2 separate regions of the Sus scrofa genome follow, and region 1 is linked to region 2. The links are chromatin contacts, called in public HiChIP or PLAC-seq maps. All regions are on one chromosome and are shown on one strand. Each heading gives the region's core, a stretch centred on a gene start, on an enhancer-like site or on the middle of the called end of the contact. The rest is flanking DNA. Distances are from core to core; before and after follow the strand shown.

Region 1 (4,658 bases), core at 859-3,358, 49 kb before region 2:
ATCCAGGTATCGGAATATTTTATTTTATTTTATTTTATTTTTTCATTTTTTTAATCTTTTTGTCTTTTTGCCATTTCTTTGGGCCGCTCCCGCGGCATATGGAGGTTCCCAGGCTAGGGGTCTAACCGGAGCTGTAGCGGCCGGCCTACGCCAGAGCCACAGCAACGCAGGATCCGAGCCGCGTCTGCAACCTACACCACAGCTCACAGCAACGCTCGATCCTTAACCCACTGAGCAAGGGCAGGGACCGAACCCGCAACCTCATGGTTCCTAGTCAGATTTGTTAACCACTGCGCCACAACGGGAACTCCTGGAATATTTTAAATATTACCTGAAATAGATCTCAAAGAGACTCCCTCCAGGAAGTGTCTTGGAAACAAAAAAATCCAACTTTTTTTTTTTTTTTTTTTTTTTAAAGGCTAATGTGAGAATTCTCAGGGGAAATATCTGTCCTGGCAGAGAGTCTCCTTCTGACTTGGCCGCGTTATCTGAGGCTGCATGCGTTCTCAGAGGCCCTCCCACCACGAAGGGGTGCCTGCCCTGAAGCTGGAGCCACAGGACACCATGCTGCCTTGGCTGTGGCGGGAAAGGCACACAAGGTCATAGGTGGGGATGTGGGCCTTGAATGGGCTGAGCTGTAAGGAAGCTTATTATCCAGTTTATTACCATTTGCATGTGGAATAAATCACTAATTTGCTAAAAAAATATCTCGAGGTCACTGGCCACCATGTGATCATCTGTGATAAAAATCGGAACAGGGAAAAGTTCTTGCAGTTTGTTAACTGTGGCTTTGCTTCCCTGGAGGAGCACGCAGACAGGTGTCTGACGGCAACAGCCAACACTCACTGTGGCCGATGGCAGGGTCCTGTGAACCCACGTGTGTCAGCTCGTATGTTACTCACGGGCAGGTCTGCCATCAGCCCTTCATGCTTGAGAGCAAACCACATCACAGAAAGATAAGCAAGTACATCCCTAAACCACACAGCTGACATGGAGGGAGTGGCTGTGCTCCCCCAGCCCATGTAAAAGAGAAGCTGAAGAGAGTTCATTTTCCACCAGGCTGCTGGGAGGCTCCAGTTAAAGGTCAAGTTCACCTACAGCCATTGTTGAAATGTTGACAGATGTACGTGCAGCCTTACTTTACCTCATCTACACTTGATGTTGTTTTATATTTTGTTTCCTGTGTGTCTTATTGTAAGCTAACTCAAGCCTTATGAGCAAGGCATACATATATACATATATATATTTCTATCTACTCAAATATATATTATATAATATGCATTGTGTATCTAACATATATTACACTTTAAGTGTTATACGTATACTTAAATGTTCCTACTATGAATACTTTCCCCTTTAACATGAACCATGGCCAATTCTAGCTCCACTGTTTGAGCAATGAACTAGTAATTTTCCATAAGATTTTGCCCTTCCCTTCAATGGCTTAGGCATGTAAAGTGTTGTGACATGAAGCATCAAGGTCACGTTCCCATGACCCTATGACCCCGTGGAGTTGTACCAGTGTTCATCCAAGGTGACAGGTCCTTGTACCTCTGTCCTGACTTTTGAGATGTGGGTCACACCTGGAAGGAAGCACAGCTGCTCTGGAAAGAGTGGGGTGCCCTCTTTTGGAGACTCCCTCCTTTGTGGGTATAATTAGGAAGACCTAAGGCTTCCGCTCACCTCAGCTGAATTACCTGCCCTTGTTTCAGCCCTGTGACCAGCTCTGCAGGGTGGTGGGTGAACTTCGCCCTCTATCCTGACTGGATTTCCAGTGACAAGGATACCTTGTGCCGAGGGTGTGGGTGTGGGTGTGAAGCTCAAAAGAAGCTCAGTAACTATCCAGTTGCCAAACACCCTGGTTTCCCAAAGCCCGAGGCCTAAAATATTTTTTTCCTCTTTGGCTAACTGGGTAGCCAGTCTGGAGTATGATTGCCTGCAGCCAGAAAAGAAAAGATAGAAAGAGATTTACAAGTGTGCTCTAATGAATCCTCCTTCTGTGAAAACTTCCCATGAAATGAAAAAGTAAATAAAACATCTGAGTGTGTTGCTAAGCAACTGCCTCTGGCCTCCACCAGACATGGGGAGACTTCCCTGGTTTGAGTTGTGCAACTCAGGGTTTCAGGCAGGCAGTGAGTGAGTCAGAGACCCGGGCACCTGTGCTGCGGTCAGGGTGATCTTGAGCTCCCCGAATGTTCCAGTTCAGTCCCCACTCGGGACCCCCAGCAGAACTCTCACAAAGCAGCTCTCTGACTACCACCAAGACCCTGGGTCCATGTGTCCTACAGACATGGGTCAGGGAAGGACTGATGGCCCACATCCCTCACATACCCCGATTCTCCCAACACAGGGACAAAATGACACGAGGAGCATCATCAAATGGCCGCTGATGACTTAATCACGAAAGCGTGGTTTCTTCTTATACTTGGGAAATTTCTGTCCAGCCAGGAAAAGACTTTTTTGTAAAGAGGGAGGGGGCTGCTGATTTTACTAGAGTGACATTCCTGTAACACTTGAGAATTTTAAAAGAATTCTCATATATTTCCTCCAAGATTACACAGTCTAGTTTGATAGCCAAGATTATGTTCCCTTCATTTCTCCTCATCACTCCGCACCTCTAGACCGGGTGGCTCTGGGCCCCAGGAAAGCACGAGGAGTGCGAGGTTATGAAGTTCAAAGGCAGATGCCTGACGGCTCATGGCCCTGTGTCTGTATGAGTCAGGATTACAGAGCACAGATCAGTGACATCCAGGAGGCGTCCTGGCCACCCTCACTCATGGTCACACTTCCCCTGTGCTGTGACTCAGCAGTGTCAGCTGGACACGCCCTGAAGGTGCCGACTAGGGAACTGCCCCCTGTTCACGCTGATGGGCTGAGAGCTTGGCACGTGAGAGGTACCTTCGCTCAGCAGGTATCTGAGCCTCTCTTAATGATCAAGGCCCTGTGAAGACACAAAGACTCGACAGGCAGAAGTTGGCTCGTGGCATAAAAGACAAATCTAACTCTGTGACATGATTGAAATTTTGCATTTCCATTGGTTTTTGAATTCAACTCTAGCTAATAAAAAAAATTCTCCAAATTGAATATCTGATTGAGAAGGTTAAAGAGGGCTGCCTTTGAAAGTACTTCAGGAATTATACAATGTTGATAATTTAAGGAAAAAGCTTACAATAGATCTTTTTCATGTTATATCATAGAAGTGTTATATACACGCATATATATACACATACACACACACACACACACATATATAGTGTGTGTGTGTATCTGATGGTGAAAGAATGGCTGACATTGTTATGAATAATCCTAAAGGCAGTTAACCTGGAGAATAATCATAAAGATGATGCTTGCTTTAAAAACAAGTAAGTTTAGTAAAAAAAAATCTAAAACTTACTTCTATTCATATATAGAACCTAAAAGTGGACATTTCTATTTTGTCATTTTCTTTTACATGTTTATATACAAGTGTACTTGGAACATGGGACTAAAGACACCTTTCTTTTAGAAGTTTAGAGGCAGATTTAATCTTTCTTTTTTTAAAAAAATTTTTATGGTTGCACCTGCAACATACAGAAGTTCCCAGGTTAGGAGCTGAATCACAGCTGCAGCGGCCAGCCAACACCACAGCCACAGCAACACCAAATCCTACACTAAAGCTCATTGCAGAGCACAGATCAATGGCATCCAGAAGGCATCCTGGCCACCCCCACTCATGGTCACACTTCCCCTGTGCTGTGACTCAGCAGTGTCAGCTCATGGCAAATGCTGGATATTCGAACCCACTGAGCGAGCGCAGGGATCGACCCCTCGTCCTCATAGATATTAGTTGCATTCTTTTTTTTTTTTTTTTTTCGTCTTTTTGTCATTTCTAGGGCTACTTCTGTGGCATATGGAGGTTCTCAGGCTAGGGGTCTAATCGGAGCTGTAGCTGCTGGCCTACGCCAGAGCCACAGCAACATGGGATCCGAGCCGCGTCTGCAACCTACGCCACAGCTCACGGCAATGCTGGATCCTTAACCCACTGAGCAAGGCCAGGGATCGAACCCGAAACCTCATGGTTCCTAGTCAGATTTGTTAACCACTGAGCCATTGCGGGAACTCCAAATTGCATTCTTAATCTGCTGAGCCACAATGGGAACTCTGGGGCAGATTTAATCTTAAAGTCATAGACACTCAGGCCTTCCATTCAAATTCACAGACTGGGCCTCCCTCTCTATTCTGAAGACCACATGTGTTCTCTGAGCCAGGGCGCTGCCCTCTCCTTCTTCCTCTCTTCCTAAGGCGTGGAAGGCCCACTACCCAGAGGCACTGGACTGTGTTCCGGCCCCAAGAAAATCCCTATGGAAATCCACGGGAAGCAGGTAGAAAGAGGGAAAGAGTCGTGAGTTCCTTTCGTGCTCGCCCATCTGATTTTCATCCGCTGAGCTTCTACGTCTCCTCTGTGGGCCTTTGGCTTACACTGATTTTCATGGAAGCTTAAGATACTGAAAAAGTGAGCAGCGGAACTCCTGTAACCGAGCATACCTGCCTAAGTGGGATGGATGAATAGAGAAGGCAAGGTGTTTTCAGAAAGAGCAGGTAAATCAGGAACAAAACACTGGGGTGGGTTTTCCCACCTGAAACATGAAGTGTAAAGAAACCCTTTCCAGGAGTTCCTG
Region 2 (4,573 bases), core at 496-2,995:
AGGTGTCTGTCTCTCCACCAGGACACCCTGTCCTCGTTACTGTGGCCAGAGGGTAAACCTTACCACCAGGGACAGCAATTCCCCCCACTTCTTTCTTCCCTGTCAAAGTCCTGTTAGCTGTTCGAGCTCCCACGTCAATCCATACATTTGAGAATAAGCTTGTCTATGTCTACAAAACCCTTGGTGGAATTTTGATAGGAATTTCATCAGATCTATAGACATACTTGGGGAGAATGAACAGTTTTACTGTGTGGGATCTTCCATGCCATGATCACAGGTTAATCTTTTGTTTCTTTCATCGGTGTTTTGTCTTTTTAAGCACACAGATTCTGACTCAGCGGGGTGTTTTTAGGGTATACCTAAGTATGTCCTTTGCTTTGGAGTCATTTTAAATGGCGTCATATTTTAGCTTCAGTTTCTACATGTTTGTTGTTGGCAGATACCAATGTAGAAGACTTTTGTGTGTTGATGTGTGTCCTGAGGCCTTGGTGAACTTCCTCACAAGTCCAGGAGATGTTGGGGTTAGACTTCTTGTGACAGGAAGTCTAACCTCTTGCAGACACTCGTGCATCTGTAAATGGGAAAGTATTGTTTCTTCCTTTCCAATCTCTATCCTTTTAATTTTTTAATTATTTTTTCCTTTTTTGTCTTTTTAGGGCCTCATGCACAGCATACAGAGGTGTTGAGTTGGAGGTACAGCTGCTGGCCTACACCAAACAGCCATGGAACAATGTCACACTCCTAAGTAGGAACAAAACCCAAACAAAACCAAAATCCTCTACCCAAACCTCTCCCCTTGTACAAAAATTAACACAAAATGGAGAACAGACTTCAGCGTAAAGCATAAAAATATAAAACTTGTACGGGGGAAAAAAAAAACAGGAGAAAATCTTCCAGACTCAGGCTAGGTGAAGGGTTCTTGTATTTTTACACCCACTCACAGACCATAAAAGGAAAAAAATTAGTAAACTGGATCTCATTGAAATAAAAAATATTCTCTCTGCAAAAGACCCTGTGGAGAAGCTGAAGACAAGCTAAACTGACAGATTAACGGCAAACCACTGGGACTGTTATCTTGAACATACAAGGAATTAACAAGACCAAATAATCCAATTAGGAAACGGGCAAAGACAAGATCAAGCCGCTCACCTGTGGATATACAGATGGCAAACGCACATGTGAAAAGACTGGCATCTTTGCCCGCGAGGGAAAAGCAGATGAAAATCACACTGAAGCATCTTTGCACACCTGCTAGAACAGCTCAAATGAAGCAATGACAATGCCAGATGCTATCCTGGAGATCCCAGATCACTCGCACCTGCTGGGGGGATGTAAAATGGTCCAGCCATTCCGGAAAAGAGTGGGGCACTTTCTTATAAAATGGAACATGCTTTCAGGATATGACTCAGCAGTGGAACTCCTGGGCATTTATCCCAGAGAAATGAAAACTATGTTCACAAGAAACCATGTATAAGGATGATCACAACAGCTTTACTCAAATAGCCCCAAACATTCACTCAAAGGGTGAATGGTTAAAACCAAAAAACTATGGAGGGCAGAGCATCGACTCCAAGGAATATTACTCAGCAACACAAAAGAATGAGCTGCTAGTACACTCAAGAACTTGGAGAATTTCATTTAGAGAAAAAAGCTAATCAAAAAAGGGTGCATATTGCATGGGTCCCTTTATATAGCATTCAAAAAGTGATGAAATTATAGAAAATGAGGAACAGATCAGTGGTTGCCAAGGGCGTAGGGAGGGGGAAGGGGGAAGTTGTCTGTGGCCATAAAGGGCAGCCTGTAATGGAACTGTCCTACCTGTGGGTAGTCACACAATTCTACACACGTGAGAAAATTACATAAAACTACACACAGACACGTGGGAGCACGTAAGCTGGTGAAATCTGAAATCCCAACATGGTTGATGGGCTCTCAGTGTTAATTTCCCGGTTGTGATTCGGACTAGAGTTTTGCAAGACGTTACTATATGGATCATTCAGTATTATTTTTCACAATTGCATGTGAATCTACATTTATCTCAAAATTTTAAAAAAATGTTAATTGCTTCTGTGAGCAACCTTTGCATATGCCTTAGGCACTCAGACCAGGCTCTCTTTGGAGGCTACACTTAGGAGTGAAACAATGAGGTCATAGGGAATATCCATCTTCAGCTTTTATGGCTTATTCTCTAAGGTGTCTGGTCCTGTTTGCATTCTACTCATGATCAAGTGAGTTCTCACTTCTCTAAATCTTCCCCAACCCTCAATATAGTCAGAACTTAATTTTTTTCACCAGCACGAGGGATATGAACAATTATCTCATCGATGTTGTGATTTTCAATTTCCTGAGAACTAGTGGGTTAAGCATCTTTTCATGTCTTACTAGACCAGCCTAGTCACTCACATCTTTTTCTTCTAGGTGGTTTGTTGTGTTTTGCTGAATTTGAGAATGTTTTATACATCCCAGATACCTCACCTAAGTCTGTTTACCTTCATTCTCTAGGCATCCATCTATTTTTTTTTTTTAAATAACAGAGCTTCACATTTACTCTGGTATTCACAGAGTCCAGATGTATAGTTATGAATTTTTAAATTATTGACATGAGGGTGGTTCTGCCTTTGGACAAGGCCTCAGCTCACACCTGAGAGCTCCAGCCTCCTACCTGGGCAGCCTCTCCAGCCCTAATTCCTCACGATCCATCTCTCATGTGTATCTCCCACTGGCTCTGTCTCTCTGGCTAAAGCCTGGTGGCTGCATGTTAAGGTAGAGACTGGAAACCTGCTCATCCAGCCTCTCTGCTCAGCAGGACCATCAGGGTCTCTGCTGACAATTACTGTGCATTAAATCCAGCTCCTAGGGCCCCCAACTCAGGCTGATTTAAGCTTCCTTCCGTGGCTCCAAGGGACCAATAGAAGTGTCCTCCTTTATGTAGTGCTTAATGACTACTTACTAAAAATCGTACCAAGGAATTAGGAAACTGACTCTCCTTACTGACAACTTCACTGAGGAAGTTAGGACAGGGTGACTAAAAGAGATGTGACAGTCCAATCATCCTGTAGAGGAAGCATATTTTGTTGGGTGTGGCCACTCAGGAGCAGTGGAATTTTAAAGAGACAGAAACCAAAGGCAGCTCTGTGAGGTTTGCAAGGTGTCCTGTCAGTCTGCAGGGCAGCAAAGAGGGGCTGGTGGCAGGATCCTGGAACTTAATCCTGTAGGCACCTGTGAGTCTCTGTGCCTTGGTTTCCTAGTCAGTGAAAATGAGAGTAGGAGTTCCCTGGTGACTTAGCTGCTTAGGACTTGGCATTGTCACTGATGCGGCATGGGTTCAATCCCTGGCCCAAGAACTTCCACATGCCATGGGCATTGCCCCCCCAAATGAAGATAATAATAGGGTAGTTATATCAAAGGAGGGTATCCCCTGGCATCAGGACGATTCATCAGGTGAAATAGCATTTTCAGAAGACAGCTGGCAATTTGTAAGTGGTCAAAAATGCTACCTGGGTACAGAAATGGTTGTCAATTTTTTAAAGAACCTAGAAAACTAAAAGTTCAACATACCTCCAATTAGCATTTAGAAATTCAGAAGGAAATAGAAAAAAATCACCAAAAAGACTGGTCTCTACTCTTTTCCACCTTCAGCAAGTGCCTTTCATCAGGGCACATGGTCGAGGCCATCCCCCACCAAAGCTAGGCTGAAGTGATTCCATGTCAATCACAGATCAAATAACTTTTCTAAATGCTCTTCTCTTTGGACAGAAATACGATACTTTAGAAAGATTTTTAAGGTGCATTTGAACCAAACAGTTTTTGTTCAACCCTGGTTAATAAAGGTACTCAGTTAAATCCTAGGGAGTTACTGTTAACCGACATTTTATGGCAATTTTTAACTGGATTTCCTCCCTTCAGGTTTTGATCTATCCCACTTAAAAAAAAATTCAGCTACCGACGAGCACCCGTGGCCTGGGAGGAACGCCGCGGGTTCATAAGGCTTCTGCCCCTTGCAGGTCATTTGGCCCATCCTTTCCTGAAGATCTGCTTTGACTCCTGCTGGCTCCACACCTGGGTCCCCATGTCCCAGGAGGCCCTCAGCACTCTCATGTGGCCTACCAGGGAGCAGAGGTACAGGCCTGAGCCCAATATAGGGAGGTCCCTAACTTGCAGGCCACTCTGTAAAACATCCCCCTGACCTCGGTGGGCTAAAAATCTTCTCCAAAAGCCATAGGTCTTAAATAGGATGCATCCTAAAATCCCCTTCCTAGGAAAAACTCTCTTTCTAGGCCAGGTGTTCATGTCCATGTCAGAACAGCCAGCGCCCCCCCGCCACCATGTTTATACCCCTCCCAACACATCCCAGCTGCTGCACGTGCCCTCCACGGAGGCAGAGAAAAACTGCACACATGCTGTTGATTCTCACATTGCCGCAATTGGAAAACAGAGGATGGGGAACCGAAACACGCCTATTTCCTGCCGGAGTCCCACTGAGTCCCAAAGAAACTGAAAGGGTTTCCCAAATCTCACTCCGCCTTCCAAACGGGAGAGAGAGAGTAGCCCCTAAGAGAAAGCAGCTGGTGTC

The links. HiChIP or PLAC-seq counts read pairs in DNA pulled down with a chosen protein or histone mark.
Region 1: a contact with region 2 is called in an H3K27ac HiChIP or PLAC-seq map of alveolar macrophages. The contact joins two enhancer-like sites. A contact is called at or near these places in 1 of 5 promoter capture datasets (fetal liver), 16 of 47 Hi-C or Micro-C datasets (adipose tissue, alveolar macrophages, blood and 5 more) and 2 of 2 datasets of contacts at active chromatin or transcription factors (alveolar macrophages and skeletal muscle).

Annotation. Positions count from the first base shown.
Region 1 is chr1:147,618,686-147,623,343 of Sscrofa11.1, reverse strand. No RefSeq gene overlaps it. Among named protein-coding and RNA genes, the nearest start is that of MBP, 29 kb to the left of the region's middle. Within about 2 kb of position 2,108, at least 25 of the 83 cell types and tissues checked have an H3K27ac peak or open chromatin away from gene starts, as enhancers often do. A contact at or near this core is called in alveolar macrophages and retroperitoneal adipose tissue, where this site is marked.
Region 2 is chr1:147,569,468-147,574,040 of Sscrofa11.1, reverse strand. No RefSeq gene overlaps it. Among named protein-coding and RNA genes, the nearest start is that of MBP, 78 kb to the left of the region's middle. Within about 2 kb of position 1,745, at least 9 of the 83 cell types and tissues checked have an H3K27ac peak or open chromatin away from gene starts, as enhancers often do. A contact at or near this core is called in alveolar macrophages and retroperitoneal adipose tissue, where this site is marked.